Regions from separate parts of the Bicyclus anynana genome. Here region 1 is linked to region 2. A link is a contact called in public Hi-C data. All regions are on one chromosome and are shown on one strand. Each heading gives the region's core, a stretch centred on a gene start, on an enhancer-like site or on the middle of the called end of the contact. The rest is flanking DNA. Distances are from core to core; before and after follow the strand shown. Region 1 holds the start of LOC112047020. Region 2 overlaps LOC112047020.

Region 1 (3,587 bases), core at 1,020-3,519, 75 kb before region 2:
ATATTTACTTTTACGTACCTATATCTAGATTTTTTAATACGAATATAATTAATGTCATTATACAAAACTAGTTATAATCACAATATTTAAAGTTTAATATATAATATTGGCATCGTTCACTCACTCATTCATTCCTTTTTGGAATGCCGTGCGGAGTTAAAAATTTTCAATGGAAAAATTTCATAAAAACTTAATATTAAAATAATGTTGAAATGATAGCGTTCCACCTGTCTATAAGTGTTCCAGAAAGCACACACCTCATGTCTTATCAAATGACACCGTTTGATATGCGCCTTTTGCCACCTTATCTGCCATGTCGAAATTCTTCCACGTACTATCACGTACATTTATTCTAGCTAACACATTTTGTGTATCAGAATTAGTGCCACGATTATAAAGTAATTAAGTATAATAATCTTATTAATATTTTAATTTTACAATTGTTTTGATTATTGCAATTCACGTTGACCTGTTAAATATTAAATTATTTAGATAAACCAGGATTTTAATAGATGATTCCAAATGGCTTCGATAATGTACCTATTGAAGGTTGGTACTACATGTTGAAATAGGTATATGGTTGAGGCAGAATATCGATAAGACGTCGATATGTGATAAGTATGTAAGTACATGCGTTATCGCTATAATCCTTTTGTTTTTTGTAAGTACTACTTACTGCCAGCTAGGTATGTTTATGTTTCAGTAATCCTGAAAATTTTCTTTTACTTTTCAATTATTTCAGTGACTCTCTTAGTAGTTTGAAACTCAACTCTCGACGCTAACGCGACGGGTGATAGTAGCCTACATAAGAGACGTACCTACCTACTCGTTTATCAAACACAATTAAATCATAATATCCATAAATCAGCTGAAAATGTGCACGCGAATGAGAAAATAGTGAAATTATCTATTGCCGCCGAGATATAACGTAATAAAGGTGTATTTCTATAGCAAACATTCATCCATTGTAGTGGAGCAGTCGCTAGGAGATAGCGCGCCGCGGCGGCGGGCCGCCAGCGGAGCCCTACGCGCCTCGTCGGAGTTCTCTTATCGGTGATACGTAGCCGATTGGCGGAGTGAAGTGTTTGCGCGCCCGATACGGCCCGCGAGGACCAATCGATTCCCGGTGCTTCGAATCTTATCACAATCATGGTGGACATTCGTACCTCTCGCCGCCGGCCTGATATCGTATCTGAAGATATGATCGAGTGTATAAATATGGGACCATCGATCGATCGGGCCTCTATCGAAGTTTGCGCTGTGATTAACGTTGACTTGCATATCTACAGTACCCTAGCCCGGAGTCCAGGTCTACAGTTGGTAATTCGGGTGCTCAGCGACCGTTTTCTCTTCCTAGTGATTTGAATCGCGGATACCGATCAATTTCTATTACAAATATAACTTTATCATTTGCTGACGTGGTACTTTTCCGCCGTATATACTTCAGTGTTAAAAATTGTCGGTACTAAGTATGTCATATTTTTTTTAAAGTGATGCGTATTGCGTACATCTGAATGCTAACAATCGTGTTAGGTATTTTCGAGTGTCACTGTGGCGGGTAACGTGTTAACCGACGCTTACGTAACGACATATGGTGGTCCAATGGCACATGTGTTCGCTTATCCCATGCGGTCGGCTGGCATTGTTATTATGTAGAATTATCCTCGTATTGATTCAATAAAGAAATAGCGAATACATTTGACACGGAGCGGCGCAGGGTCGCTGACGCGAGGGGGAAAAGCCGTGCTCTTATCACGTCGCCGCACCTTTTCGAGTGCTGATAGCGCGCACAGACGCTGCGGGGCACGGGCCGCGCGCTCGCTCCACTGCTCTGATATATCCCTTTACATTTCAGACCTGAGGAGGTACGAGCCGGCGGGACATCGAGACGACGCGACAGGCTTCACGTCTGAGTTGGACAGGGGATCTTGACAGTTTGATAACTATTGCTGCCAGATCTATCTTTCCAGCTCACGCGTGGAACCTCCTTCGACATCCGCTCGACGCTCGGGAACCAACGCATTCGGCGACGAGAAGATACCTTATTAGCGTTAAGGATTAAGTGGAGGTGTGATCTCTTCACTTTTTATGCTTAAAGTGAGATTCAACTCCTCCAACTTAACCCTGAATCGCAATTTCATCGGTCGCGAAGCAAATTAACTATGTCATATTTTGTGTACTAATTTTATAGAAACTATTTGGAAATTAAATTTTATATTATAGTTTTGTAATATTTATGAACTATACTTAATAAAATTGTTGTACAGAAAACGTGTGCAGTTTAATTTACAATATAATATAATGTTAGTAATTTATTATTTTTACCATATCTACAAGTATGACATTACAACACTAACAGCTAAGGAAATGTTACAATTCATATTTGCCCGCCGTTACAATCACGACCAGAGCGCCACCACAGCGCGCATGCGAGCATTACGAGAGACCCAACGCTGCGCAGACCGATCCGAAGTGCATCACAAATCAGTAAAAAAAAAATCACAACACTGAACAAAAAAAATGGGCAAAAAAATTATGGTAACACCGGTGCGCTAAAAAAGCTTGCAAACTTCACGCACATAACCTGCGCTGGACATCGACTCGTCCTATCTAACTCTGGGAAAATGTATATTGATTTTTCAAAGAAAAGTCAACGGATGTAACAAAACACCGTTCGCGGAGTGTTTATACGCGAATTAAAACGTCGCGGTACAAGTGTAGGGTGTAGGTGAAGTGTAGTGTCGTCGAGATGGTGCGACAGTGTATCTCAGCGTGCTCCGAGTGAGATCGGAATCGCGTCGCTCGGCCGACGGCCGCAGCCCGGCCGCGGCCAGGGCCCGGGCGCGCCATGGACGCCGCCGACCCGCTGCGACCGGACAGGCCGTGAGTATCTCCGCCAGCGCGCGCCCGAGGGCCCGCTCCCTAGCGCCCGCCGTGGATTATTTCGGTCCCCGCGAGCTCGTTGCGAAACGGTGCGCTCGCACTCGGCTCGGAACGTCGACATTCTCTCCCGACGGCGTCACGGCCCTCGCGCCGTTGCGCCATTTCGGCGATCGAGCCGTCCGCGAACGCGAGGCGAGGACACGGCCGTCTCGCGGCAGGGCGGGTGGCAGGGCCGATAGCGATCAGCGGCGCGGCGGCCGAGCGTGACCGACGTGCGAGCGCATCGCACGGCGCTCGCCTGGCGCTCCGCGACACGCACTCGCCACGGTGCAGCGCAGGCTGGCGACGTGCGCGAACAAAGCGCCCGAGCGCAGCGCGTTCTTTGTCCAAGCAGTGTTTACGTCCACTCGGGGATTGCGCCTCTCGAACATCTGTGTTTCGCGATCTATCACTCGCAGTGTGCATTTTGAGGTTAGGTCGTGATTTGTGCGAACTGACGATGGTAGCGCGCCCGGCGCGGGATCGATCCTCGGGGCCCAGTGTACAGTGACCACCACAATGTGTGTAGTGTCGTGAGAGGCTGCCCCAGGACCCCCTGGCCGCGCAGCTGTGCAATGCAGCAGCTGCAAGCTCCCTGGTAATGATCTAGTCTTAGTCAGCACGATGAGCAGTCCACCATAGCTCTGCTGGGATGGTCTGGTGTT
Region 2 (4,052 bases), core at 1,272-3,771:
AAGTTAATCCGTTAATCAAAATGTTAACTTCGTTAATTAACGATTAACGGATTAACGAGTTAATGCCCAGCTATGGGTAATGGTATACTACGAGTATGTCACAGCCCGCCAGTAGACGCCTATACGGTGACAATAATAAATGGAGTTGATATAGAAAAATACATCTTCGGGTTAGCACCGCCTTCAAACTGATCTGTAGGTAGGTAAACATAATACGATGTTATTGTTCAAATTTTAGGTTAGTCGGTACGTTTTATGATTAAGAAGTCGGTTGAATTTCTTTTTATTATTAAACTACAGGCTGAGACAGGGAGGTTTAATTTGCTGGCCTTTCCCTGAGGAGCGGTAATCTAGGTGTGCTATAAGGTTTTCACCTTTATTTCAGCGCCACCAATGTTAATGTCAACTATTGTTGATATTGCTTGTGTTAAATTAAAATTGTAAATTAATTAACACAACAAATAATTACCGAGATACTACGAGAGCCATAACAGAGTTATTGAAGACTAGTAGACTTCACCTGCGTAGTTCCCGGAGATAAAATATAGCCTATAGCACCCGGGGATAGTGTAGCTTCACAACAGTGAAAGAATTTTTTTAAATCGGTTGAGTAGTTTCGGAGCCTATTCAATGCAAATAGACAAACAAATCTTTTCTCTGTATAATATTAGTATAGATTAAACAGTAACGAGTCGTGCCTCATCAGATAATTGTTGCCGCCCTCTCTAGCGCAGTTGATAATGCTCTGGTTCTCTATCATAGGTCCCGGGTTCGATGCCCGGTTCGGGCCAGTTTAAAATTTTGTATTTTCTATAGTTATTGGTGCGAATTATTGGTATACGATGTCGCGTAGAAATCATCCGAGGTATGGTTAAAATAAACCTACCTCTTCCAAATAAGCTATCATCTTAGACTATATCGTCACTGAGGTACCTACCATTGGGTAAGATCGCAGTCAAGGACTAACTTTTCGTTGAAAAGAAAGAACCAGCCAAGTGCGTGTCCGACCACGCGCAGTGTAGGGTTCCGTGGATTAAATTAGCACTTTAAACCCTTATTTAATGCACAAAAATATTGATAACGATGCTCCCACACTATGGGAGAGAAAAAATCATACTCACTTTGCATGTAGGAAAGGGACCGCAATATTTTTTTTTTCAAAATGTCGTTCTACCACTTTATAGACAAAATTAATATACGTACACATATCAAATTTTAGCTTTCTTGTACCTAGTAGTAGAGTCTGCGCTAAACCGCGGACAGACAGACGGACAGACATGGCGAAACTATAAGGGTTCCTTGTGGACTACGGAGCCCTAAAAACTGCCTTTAGTATTGGCCATAACAGCTCAGCCAAGCCAACGCTTCTTCTTCGAAAACTAGAAAGATGTATGGGAATGTCATTTGCTATCGACAGGTCACGTGATCAAGATCTGTCGTTTCCATACATCTTTCTAGTTTTCGAAGCGTTAGCGATCGTAGAAAGAGAATCGACGTGCCACTTGGCTAGAGGGGCAGCTCGTGAACTGGGTCGCTCGTGTAGGTTCGTTAGCTCCTGTGTCGACGGAACACAACGATCGCTCTGAACGCGGTCTTTTGTTTGTTATGGTAATTTTTTTAATGATAAAAAGTCTTATAAATGCGAAATTCTGTTGTATGTATTCGCTATTATCCGTGAACCGGTAAATTATTAATCGACTTCCAAAAAGTTATAAGTCAGTTGTTTTATGGAAGAAAGTTTTAATTTTACATACTGAATTAATATAAAGAAAATAATAATCACGCATTTCATTCAGAATTCAATAGTCTTTATACAATAACGATTATTAAAAGTTTGGTGTTAAACTAAGTTGGATGGACGCGGTGACCCAGGCTTATACTAGCACTATCTTTGCCGTATGCTAGTTGATATCTATATGAAATTGAGAGTCTATGCAACAAATGTCATCCGGTGCTTACCGGTGGATATGATACAATAGGTAGATGACATTTCTCAATTTGATTTGTTGTTTATTTTAATCGGTTGATAAAAAAACAGGCCAGCAGAAAGTTGAAAATGAAATAATTCTACTAGTTCTACGCGGGATCGTACCGGAACGCCAGATCGCTTGGAGGTACATCTTGGTTAGCAGGGTGGTAATTAGCCCTAGCTGATTCTTACCTAACATCACATGGACCATTTGTTGCAACAACTCCTAATATAAAAAAAAAATAACTATGTATTCCATGGTCGAGGTCATACAAAGACCATGAGTTCACAGAAACACATAATTAAGCAATAAATTTTTTGCCATTCCACTACAAGCAGTGAGGCGGCAATGGCGCGTGCAGCGATTAGCATGCAAATGCTGCTCCTCGCACTGAGCACGGGCACTGACGCAACCGCGCACGAGCTCTCGAAAGCAAAAAATTATCATATTTTGGAATCTGCGCACCTCGCGCCGAATAGGTACCTACCCGATGCGCTTCGCAGTGTACGAACGTATGCGGTTTGTTCGTACGACACACGCAGCGCCATCTAGTGAGACTGTGTGCCAGACGGAGTTATATGTACGAAGGCGCCGACACCGCTAATCTGTACTATGATAAGAGAATCGAGTGCTTGTGCTTATAATGCAATTGCAGTAACTCAAGTCAGGACAATAAAAGAAAAGTAACATTACAAACAATTTTCACTGTTTGCGGACATCTTTGGATGTGCCTACTTGGAGGTTAGGACATATATGTACATCCTCTGACACCAAAAGACTATCTACTCGTACCCTCTCCGTTCTTTCGTGGCTGAATAAAATACGCTTCCTTTTATTCCGCTTACCCAGAACTGGGTAAATGCGTGAGATAGTTAGATCTCAGATAGTTTATGATGACTTTGATTGTCTTTGATTGCTGAATAGTTAACAAAAACTTATAAGTAGTAATTAGGTAGGACCTAATTAATAATTCTTCCTACTATTTATCAAGAGTAGTTTTTTTAAAGTCCATAAAAAACTCAATCTAATTGCTCAATATGCTAATTTTGGCGTAACTCTAACAATATTTCAAATCCATATAAGTCATCATCAACATAATTAATGTCCCACTGTGCGGGATTTATTACAATGAGTGCCTATTTAGTATTTAGTTTAACTTTAAGACCATAGACATGGCATAGCGTCTCGTTCTATAGCAGCAACGTGAGACACTTTATTTATCAGCTATCATAACTACTTTACCTGCCTTCCATACCGGCGGTAGTCTTTACAAATAGTCAAACTTGACGTTTCAAAAGAGCTTGTAAACTATGCCTACAAAAACAAATACAATAGCAGAGACAGTGCGGACTCTAGGTGATGGTTTAAAAGTTCCTTTGTAGACACTCTAAATCCTCGGGCGACCCTCTTGACTATCATCTTTGATAGTCAAGAGGGTCATTGTTAAAAACTCTTCTACCAGCTCGTCCATCCTGACGTCTCATACTTTACTATTATAACTGAATTACACTACAACGGCATGAAATTGAAGCAGTGACGTATATTCACTGCTTCCAAGATCAAGCCAGTCAAGACAAATAAATAGAACCACAAACATTGGCGACACAATAGTCAACCTCTGCAGTGTCATTTACTTGTTATTAATATAAAAAAGTCCGTATAATAATATGGCATCCCCTGTGTCTTCAGCATGGAGATCAAGGTGGAGGGCCTGATGGACGGCGCGCCGCGGCCCGTGAAGGAGCGCAAGAAGCACGACCGCTTCAACGGCATGAGCGAGGAGGAGGTGTCGCGCCGCACGCTGCCCGACCACCTGGCCGAGAACCTGGACATCATCATTGTGAGTACGATCAGCTGCTCCGCCGATACCCTCCCGACCCCCGCGCGTCACAGCCACATGGACCGGGCCTGACCTGCCTACCGCTGAGCAAAATATGACCTTGAAATGAGGAATGTTCGGTCCATTTTGCTTTGACTGCATGGAGATTCGATACTTGATAGACTCAAGATAGGGAGAGCTTTACACGCCGTCACAGGCAAATAGACTTCACTTCCATCTCGATCCTGTCTTGTAAAATGCAG

What was found. A called contact is a pair of places that touch in the nucleus more often than the background predicts.
Region 1: a Hi-C map of whole body shows a contact between it and region 2, with 3 times the contacts expected there. The contact joins the promoter of LOC112047020 here to the enhancer-like site in region 2. A contact is called at or near these places in 2 of 2 Hi-C or Micro-C datasets (whole body and whole larva).

The regions. Positions count from the first base shown.
Region 1 is chr25:10,795,648-10,799,234 of ilBicAnyn1.1, reverse strand. It overlaps LOC112047020, which reads left to right and starts at 2,269. Exons shown (of 11, transcript XM_052889402.1): 1 at 2,269-2,883. The coding sequence starts at 2,849.
Region 2 is chr25:10,720,495-10,724,546 of ilBicAnyn1.1, reverse strand. It overlaps LOC112047020, which reads left to right. Exons shown (of 11, transcript XM_052889402.1): 4 at 3,660-3,810. Among protein-coding and RNA genes, the nearest start is that of LOC112047001, 21 kb to the right of the region's middle. Within about 2 kb of position 2,521, at least 8 of the 8 cell types and tissues checked have open chromatin away from gene starts, as enhancers often do.